3 separate regions of the Sus scrofa genome follow, and all the other regions are linked to region 2. The links are chromatin contacts, called in public HiChIP or PLAC-seq maps. All regions are on one chromosome and are shown on one strand. Each heading gives the region's core, a stretch centred on a gene start, on an enhancer-like site or on the middle of the called end of the contact. The rest is flanking DNA. Distances are from core to core; before and after follow the strand shown.

What was found. HiChIP or PLAC-seq counts read pairs in DNA pulled down with a chosen protein or histone mark.
Region 1: a contact with region 2 is called in an H3K27ac HiChIP or PLAC-seq map of alveolar macrophages. The contact joins the promoter of DLST here to the promoter of RPS6KL1 in region 2. A contact is called at or near these places in 3 of 47 Hi-C or Micro-C datasets (embryonic fibroblasts, liver and subcutaneous adipose tissue) and 1 of 2 datasets of contacts at active chromatin or transcription factors (alveolar macrophages).
Region 3: an H3K27ac HiChIP or PLAC-seq map of alveolar macrophages shows a contact between it and region 2. The contact joins the promoter of EIF2B2 here to the promoter of RPS6KL1 in region 2. A contact is called at or near these places in 2 of 47 Hi-C or Micro-C datasets (embryonic fibroblasts and epiblast stem cells) and 2 of 2 datasets of contacts at active chromatin or transcription factors (alveolar macrophages and skeletal muscle).

What each region holds. Positions count from the first base shown.
Region 1 is chr7:98,089,762-98,092,616 of Sscrofa11.1, forward strand. DLST (dihydrolipoamide S-succinyltransferase) reads left to right here and starts at 1,400. Exons shown (of 15, transcript NM_214397.1): 1 at 1,400-1,488; 2 at 2,048-2,081. The coding sequence starts at 1,426.
Region 2 is chr7:98,139,805-98,142,826 of Sscrofa11.1, forward strand. RPS6KL1 (ribosomal protein S6 kinase-like 1) reads right to left here and starts at 1,413. Exons shown (of 11, transcript XM_013989171.2): 1 at 1,277-1,413.
Region 3 is chr7:98,202,431-98,205,368 of Sscrofa11.1, forward strand. It overlaps EIF2B2 (translation initiation factor eIF-2B subunit beta), which reads left to right and starts at 1,422. Exons shown (of 8, transcript XM_021099531.1): 1 at 1,422-1,652; 2 at 1,772-1,892; 3 at 2,050-2,198. The coding sequence starts at 1,490.

The DNA.
Region 1 (2,855 bases), core at 150-2,649, 50 kb before region 2:
ATTCAACCCCTAGTCTGGGAACCTCCATATGCCAGAACCTTCATGTGCTGCAGGTGCAGCCCTAAAAAGACAAAAAAAAAAAAAAAAAAAAAAAGAGTAGAGGGGGGTGCTATGTGTTTTCTTGGTTGTTCAACGCTGGGAGGCCCCAATTCAGCCCACAGATATTGATTGCACACCTAAACGATGTCAATCTCTGTTCCAAGTGTTGGGGATACATTATAGTTCAAAAACAAACTCATAGAGAAAGAAATCTGATTTGTGGTTACCAGTGATGGGGGAGGAGGGAGAATTGGATGAAGATATAAACTTATAAGATAAATAAGTACTAGGGATGTAATGTATTGCATGATAAACTCACCCTGCTGTATGCTATATATGAAAGTTTTTAAGAGGGTAAATCCTAAGAGTTCTCATCACATACAAATTTTTTTTGTTTTAAATTTCTTTAATTTTGTACTTACATGAAAGGATGGATGTTCACTAAACTTTTTGCGATAATCGCTTCACACACATACAGCAAATCATTACGCTGTATATCTTATACAATGCTACATGTCAATTATGTTTCAACAAAAATGTAATTTTTAAAAATTACTAGGAATACAGCAGTGAAAAAGACAGACACATTCTCTAATCTAATGGAATTTATTTTCTAGAGGTCGAGAGACAAATGAATGGCTTTCAAAATGCACAGGATGTATGGGGTACAGTTGGCTTGGCTGTAGAGAGTTTGAATAGGGGCTAGGGAAGATCAGGAGATGTGGATGCAGAAGTAGGGCTACTTGGTGAAGGTCTTCAGCTGGGTTAAAGGGTAATGGGTTAAAGGGTTCCTTGGGGTTGTTTCTTTGTTCCGAGGTTAGAAAGGGAAGTGATCACTGCTTTTTACTACTATTATTTTTTTAATAGTTGAGGAATTTGAGGCATAGGGAGGCAATGTCTCTTGTCTAAGGACACACAAGTGTAAGATCAGGCAGGCTTGTTTGTCAAAGTCCGAGTTAGAAGCCCTTGACGCCTTCCACTCTTTTCCAGCAGCGCTGCGGAAGAAGAGCAGGGTGTCCGGGGACCCAGGAGAGATGGGCGCCACGCTCAGAGACAGCTCTGCGGAAAGATCGGGGAGGGAAGGACCCCGGGGCGACCTGATCACGGGACAGTCATAGGTACCCTGCAGAGGATTTGTCCCGGCCGGAAGGCAGCGCAACTTGTTCCGGGGGAGCCTAGCCGCAGCGGGTTCACCCTGCGGGCACACCTGGGCTGAGGTTAGGGCAGCTGTGTTCTGCCCGTCGATTTTCCCCCCCGTTCGTCAGTGGTTCGTTCCGAACACCCCTCTCTGCGCTGCGGGTGCCGTGGTCCGCCCTGCTTCCGGTTGTTGCCGGGCTCTATATCCGGTGTCCGCCCGCCCTCGGCTCCGCCGCCGCCGCCGCCGCGATGCTGTCCCGGTCCCGCTGCGTGTCCCGGGCGTTCAGCCGTTCGCTTTCCGCCTTTCAGAAGGTACGGTCCGGCCGGGCTGGGGCCCCGGAGGGTGAAAAACTCTCCGGCAGGCGGACGGACGGCTCGGGGTCAGGGGCGTGGCGCGCCGGCGAGGCCGGGCACCAAGGGCATCGGGACGCGGAGGCCGCGGGCTGGGTGGCCGAGAGCCGCTGTTGCTCTCGGGTTCTTTTGCGGAGCCCAGTAGCCCCTCGCCTGCCCGAGGCAGGCAGCGCCTGGTCCCCTGCTGTACCCCACCCTCCGCGCGGGGCGGAGGAGCCGCGCCCGCTCCGACACGAGACTCAGAGTTGGGGAGGAGGCGCCACGGAATGCTCCGACGGGATCCAAGGGCCCGTTTCCTCTCTGTTAAAATCAGTGGGTATCAGCCCCGTTGGAAAGTTGAGATAGTTTGGCAGGCCCAGCGTGCTGACGGAGTGAGAGCACGCCTAGGCTGTTGCCATTAGCTTTCGGCGTCATGAGATTTCACCTGTCACCAGCACCGGGACAGCTTTGAGTCTGTATTTAAGAGAGAAAGCTGTTTCTTTCCTCTGGGTGACGTCGATAATGTCTTCTTTCTCCACAGGGGAACTGCCCTCTAGGGAGACGTTCCCTGCCTGGTAAGTTCTGCCCTTGCTGTCACCTAAAAATGCTCTCCTCCTGGGCAGAGCCGTATGTGAGGAAATGGGGTGCCTGTGTTTCTCCGCATGGTGTTCAGATAGATAGGAATGAAACAAGATGCTATTTAATAACAAACATCATTTATTCATTTAGCACATAGTTACTCAGTATCCGCAATGTGTCAGGCACTGTGCTAGGCACTCACTAGGGATTCATCAGTGAGTGGTTCTCCTTGTACTAGACCGTAGACCATACAGTCTAGTGGGAAGGACACGGTGTAAATTGTTAAACAAATGGACTATCGTGAATCTTGGTTAAATGCTGAGAAGGAAACAAATGAAGCAGGACACTAAAGCTGTGACCCACAGGATGTGACAGAGGCCAGGGTGATGAAGAGCAGGAGAGGGAAAAGGAATAGCAAGTGCAGAGTCCCTGAGGAAGTAAAGACCTTGGCAGTATTTCGTTACTGGAAAAAAAAAAAAGGTGATTTGACCAGAGCATTTTGGTTAAGGGAGAGAGTGCCATGAGGTAGAGTGCCACGAGGTATCGAGACTAGGAGAAAGAATTTTGGTTTTATCCCAATAGTTTTTTATACACATGATACAAATATTTGTTGAATGAGTTGATCGTATTATGGGCATTCTGTGTGCCAAGCATTGTTCTGAGTGCTTTCTGTACTTTTTTTCAGTTAATCATTAAAAAACAGTAAAAGAGAAATTTTCTTTATTTACGCATGTATCATTCAAGGCTAAGAGAGGTTAAGTGCTTTGACC
Region 2 (3,022 bases), core at 163-2,662:
GAAGTTCAGGCTAGTGATCAAAACTGTGCCACAGCAGCAACCCAAAGTTGTAGGAGTTCTCTAGTGGTACATTGGTTTAAGGATCTGGCATTGTCACTACAACAGCTTGGGTCACTGCTGTGGCTCAGGTTGCTTCCCTGTTCCAGGAACTTAAATGAATAAAGAGTTCCCGTCGTGGCGCAGTGGTTAAGGAATCCGACTAGGAACCATGAGGTTGCGGGTTCGATCCCTGCCCTTGCTCAGTGGGTTAAGGATCCAGCGTTGCCGTGAGCTGTGGTGTAGGTCGCAGATGTGACTCCGATCCCTCGCTGCTGTGGCTCTGGTGTAGGCCGGTGACTACAGCTCCGATTCAACCCCTAACCTGGGAACTTCCATATGCCGCGAGAGCCGCCCAAGAAATGGCAAAAAAAAAAAAGACAAAAATAAATAAATAAATAAATAAATAAAAAGAGTTATGGAGTTTCTGCTGTGGTTCAGTGGTGATAAACCCAATTAGTATCCATGAGGACACGGGTTGGATTCCTGGCGTCACTTAGTGGGTTAAGGATCCGGCATTGCCATAGGCTGTGGTGTAGGTCAAAGACAAGGCTTGGATCTGGTGTTGCTGTGGCTATGGCATTAGGCCAACAGCTGCACCTCCAACTGGATCCTTAGACTGGGAACTTCCATATGTTGCAGGTGTGGCCCTAAAAAAAAAAAGAAAAAGCAAGTTATTAAAATAACATATCAAGGTGTCTCCTCCACCTCTTCCTTGCTTCTTATCTTCACCCTGGTGGCGGTGGGAGGAGGGGGGTCTTTGGATATAACGCACGCAATATGACAAAAATCAAAGTGATTAAAGGGAGTGATCCACTTTAATCAAAGAAAGGCTTGCTTGTCTTTTGGGTGCTCCATTTGGCTTCAGGATGGAGCTGGGATGTTGGGGCAGGGCAGAGGAATAAGAAGGAAGGTGCTTCTGTCTCCAGCCTAGGCTAACTTTATAACAAAGCTGAAAAAAATGTATTGCTCATTCTCTGGTTTTTGGAAGCATGTGAGATGGATTATAAGAAAGATTTTGGGGAGTTCCCATCCTGGCTCAGTGGTAACCAAGCCAACTAGTATCCATGAGGACGTGGATTTGACCCCGTGTTGCTGTGGCTGTGGTGCAGGCCGGCAGCCGCAGCTGCAGCTCCTAGCTTGGGAACTTCCATATGCCGCTAGTGCAGCCCTGAAAATACAAACAAACAAACAAAAAGACTTTGGGGGAAAAGTGTCAAAAGACATTGTGACTACTCACCACTGTGAGAGCGTCCTTGCTTAAGCAAGAGAGAGCTGTATTGCGAGGCAGTCTCTGAGCAAGGCGGGGAGTGAATCTCACGCAGGCTTTGGGGAAGCGAGGCATTCAGGGTGGATCCACTTCCTGAGTGTTTTAGAAACGGCTGACCTTTGGCTCTAGAAGCGCAGTCAGTGGAGTGAGGCTGCGGCTGACTTGTTATTCTCAGAAGGGGGGGCTGCCTCTGACTGAGCGCACGGTTCCAGGATCACGGTTACTGAAACAAGGGATCACATCAGCCAGGGTTCTAACAGGTACCGAGACTTATTTATTTCACCGCACCTGTGGTATATGGAAGCTCCTGGGCCAGGGGTCCAATCTGAGCCCCTACAGCTGCAGCAGCGCCAGATCCTTAAGCCACTGCGCTAGACTGGGGATCCAACCCGTGCCCTTGCAGTGACCCGAGCTGCTGTAGTCAGATCCTTAATCCACTGGGAACTTCAAGAGTTACTTGTTCTTATAGCTACACAACAATTCATCTTTTCCTAAAAGAATGGGGATGTTTTATCTTGGGGAGCAGGGAGGAGATGGCAGGGCAGCCTACACACACACATGAAGATGAAGGATCCCAGTGAAACAGCCCGGCCTCTGTGCGGATGCTCATCTCCATCGGCCAGGACTGGTTTCTCAAGGAGGCTCCCAAAGGCACCCAGAGTCCCCTGGATTTGGACTGGGGTCTTAGTTACGAAAGATCTGTCCTGCCCCCTCCTCAGCCTCCCCAGGTCTGCTGAGAAGTTGTGTTTCCAGTTGATAGATTGGAGGGATGGAAGCTCCTGGGAGCCCCCTACCCCCAGGTTCCGTCGGGCTCTCCTTCCTGAGCCATGACCCCCACGACCCCGCAAGGCTGGCCCTGGGTCTCCAAGTGACGCAGAGCCTTCGGCCTGGCTGTGTGGCAGCCGCGGCCAGCTGTCAGCCCCCTGAGCCTCCAGACTCCCCAGGCTGAAAGTCCTCAGGCAGAGTTCTCACCCTCTCCATGCTTCCTTCCAGCCTGTCTGGCAAAGGAGAAAACAGGCTTCAAAAGGGGGCTGCGGCTGAGACAGCGCAGAGAGGGATGAAGCGCTCAAGGAGGGGGTTATCACCATTACAGTCCAAACCTCAGACCCCCGCCGGGGGCGTCAGGCGGTCACATGTCTGTAAACAACCAGCGCCGTCGGCCTGCGCTGTGTGAGCACAGAGGCTCCCGTTACCGTTAGCGAGTGGCCCACACGGTGACTCATGGGTGGCCCAGGCTGACGCCTGGGTGGGAGGGGCAGGGGCCTCAGAGGAGAGAGAAGCCTGGCAGACTTAGAGATGGGGGTTGGGGGCTGCGAGCAGGGACGGGCCAATTCTCCCAGGGCCTCAGTGAGGGGCCCTCTCCCTGTCACGCAGGTGACACCCCCTCAGTGAGAGAAACCGGGTGGGGGGGTGCCCAGCTCTGCGGGGAAGCTCTCACCCTCCTCCCCGCTGACTGTCCTGCCTGGTGGTTTCCGTGGTAACGAAGTTACTTCAGGGCCTAGAAACACACCATCTTTTTTGGCCTGGGGCCCCATGGCCTGTGAGGTGGGGCCCACAGACGGGTAGCAGGGGCCAGGCTCTCATCTGCCTCAGTCACAGCCAGCGTCAGGGGGAGGGAGCGGGGGCGCTCCAGGCTTCCCTCAGGAAAGGGAAGGGTCGGCCTTCTCTAGGAAAACAGCTGCTGGGCTCTGGTGCTGACAGAGCCATCTTTCCACA
Region 3 (2,938 bases), core at 172-2,671, 63 kb after region 2:
CTCCACAGAGTATGATGTTAGGAGTAGGATTCTACAGGCGCCCTTACCATACTAAAAAAACTTCCCTTCTATTCCTAGTTTTCTGAGGTTTGTTTTTGTTTTAAATTCTGTTGAATGTTTTCAAATGTTTCTTGTATCAATTGATATGATCATGTGATTTTACTTTTTAGAAATGTTAATAGTTTCTCAAATTGATTTTCAAATATTGAAACAGCTTTGCATTCCAGGTTTAAATTCTACTTGATAATTATACATCAATCTTTTATGTATTGATGGATCTGGTTTGCTAATAATTTGTTGCAGATCTTTGTATCTGCATTCATGACGGACATTGGTCTGTAATTTTCTTTTGTTGTACTATCTTTCTCTGATTTTTGTCTGGATATATTTTTTGGGAGGGCAATTTGTCACTGTAACAAACGTCTTAGAAATGTGTGTGTCTGTGATGATCACTGTACAACTGTAAATGTAATAAAATTCATTAATTAAAAAAAGAAATGTGTGTGCCTAAGGATTCTACTTCTAAGAATTTAAGGAAATAACTGGCGATTCTCATTATACACAGACTTTAGGTTGGGATACACCTGGATTTAAATACGAACACATTCTCTTACTAATCACTTAAATTCTGTGGGTCTGTTCCTAACCTGTAAAATGAGGATAAGAGGACCTACCTCACAGAGAGGCATTAGATGAGACAATTCACAGTGTCCAACATCTAACTAGCTTTAGAGCCACCTAGTAAATAGTGGCTCTTGGTGTTATGTTATACCCTCCAGCCTCTGTAGTCTGTCCAGACAGAAGGACATTATTTTTGTTCCCAAATTGGCTCCCACTTTGAATCTTCTTATTGGTGGGTATTCGATCTCCTCATCCCTAATTACTGCCTTGTATAAGGCGCGCTTGACGTTTGGAATGCACAGGCAATAGATTCAGGGAGCTGAATCTATTCAAGAGACACAGGGGCGAAGGAACCAGTATCATGTCATACATACAACAGCATTATAATGGAGCGTCTGCCCGAGGGGAAGAGAGCCCTGGACGCGCCTCTGAGCGTCTGTGTCAGGAGGCTGGGAGGTCGCTGGAGCTGAGGGAGCGGAAAAGAGGGCGGCAACTTTTCCAGAGTAGCCTCGGGTCGTGGTGCTGGACGCACAGACTGGCTGTTTCCACAGCAACGGGACTAGCTACCCTCTCGGGAGGCCTCACGGGTCAGCCTTGCTCAGCGTCTAAGGAACCGGGAAAAGCCACTTCCGTTCCTTCAACCTCCCAAGAGCGCGGACGCTTGGCTGTAACCGAATAAATCAAGCTCCAAGTCTCTGATTGGCTCAGGCAGGTGAAGTGGGCGGAGGTGGCAGCGAGGGGCGTGGTCCTGCAGTCTCCCACGCCAGAGTTAGTCCCTCAAAGCGGAAGTCGACCTCTTCTGCCCCGGAAGTGCAAGTTCGGAGGTCTTGCAGGTGGGGATTCCGCCGGCAAGGCGGCTGCTTTCGAGATGCCAGGGGCTGCCGCCAAGAGCTCGGAGTTGTCCGAGAGGATCGAGAGTTTCGTGGAGGCACTGAAACGGGGCAGCGGGCGGCACAGCTCTGAGGACATGGCCCGGGAGACCCTGGGACTGCTGCGCCGGATCATCACGGACTACCGCTGGAGCAACGCAGGTGAGGCAGACCTAGCTCCATCGCCTCCCTCGCACCTTTCTGTTCCCGATCCCCCGGCGGAAGGTCTCCTTGGTCCCACCACATGCTTGCCTCGTTCACCCTCTCTCTTTGGACTGCAGGGGAGCTGATGGAACTGATCCGCAGAGAAGGCCGGAGGATGACGGCCGCGCAGCCCTCAGAGACCACCGTGGGCAACATGGTGCGGAGAGTGCTCAGGATCATCCGGGAGGAGTATGGCAGGTCAGGCCCGCGTCCTGGGCTGGGGTTGGTCCCAGTAACGCTTTTTGCACGGGCCCCTCTCCTTGCTTGGAGCCTTTGTTGGAGCGGAGCAGCTGTTGTTACCTAAACGATCACACCTCTTCCCCACCTTCCTCTTTGGGTCTTGTTGCCTCCATAGACTCCATGGACGCAGCGACGAAAGAGATCAGCAGGAGTCCCTGCACAAACTCTTGACGTCCGGGGGCCTGAGCGAGGATTTCCGCTCTCATTATGCTGAACTCCAGTCCAACATCATTGAGGCAATTAATGAGCTGCTTGTGGAACTGGGTGAGTCCTGATCCCTACATGGACAGGACAGGTTGCAGACAAATGAGGGAACAAAAGACCCCGGAAGCTGTTCATCAGCAGAGGTGGGAGATAACCAGTCTTCTGATTCTCAGAAGTTTGCTCTCATCCTGGTTAGGAAGGGTTGGAGCTGGTGGCAGGACTGAGATAACCTTTTATACACTTCCTTACCATCTAACCCTTTATTGGCTGCAAATCCACTGTAGCAGAGACTCAATTTGGGAAGAGCTTTATTTTTATTTTAAAGAAAATGAACCCCCTAAAACCACAGTTGATAGACCCTCCTTCACTAAACGTGCTCTTGAATTTTTACACGTATACACATACATACAGGCCACCTCCATCCCCCTGTTTTCGCGACCCAGGATAACTGCAGATATTCATTACAATCAGCGTTCCCAGGGGAGGACCGAGCCGGGTCTGTTTGTGCATTGAGCTGCTGCTTCCAAATTCCTCTCCTGTTTTTCTTCTGTGGCTTTCCTTTCAGGTGGGCCATCTTTTGGAGGAGGAGTTCTTTTGGGGGGAAGCTCTATTCACTCTCAGCACTTCAGAATTTCCAATTAGGACCATTTCTTGCCTAAATACATCCTCTTCAAAGTCAGTTGCAAAGAAAGGGCTGGTGTTAGGGTGAGGCAGGAGTGAGGGGAGTAAGTGGTTGAGTAGGAGGACTGCCCGGCAAGACAAAAGGCTGAGCCCTTAGGAGGCAGAAGATCCTGAAGATC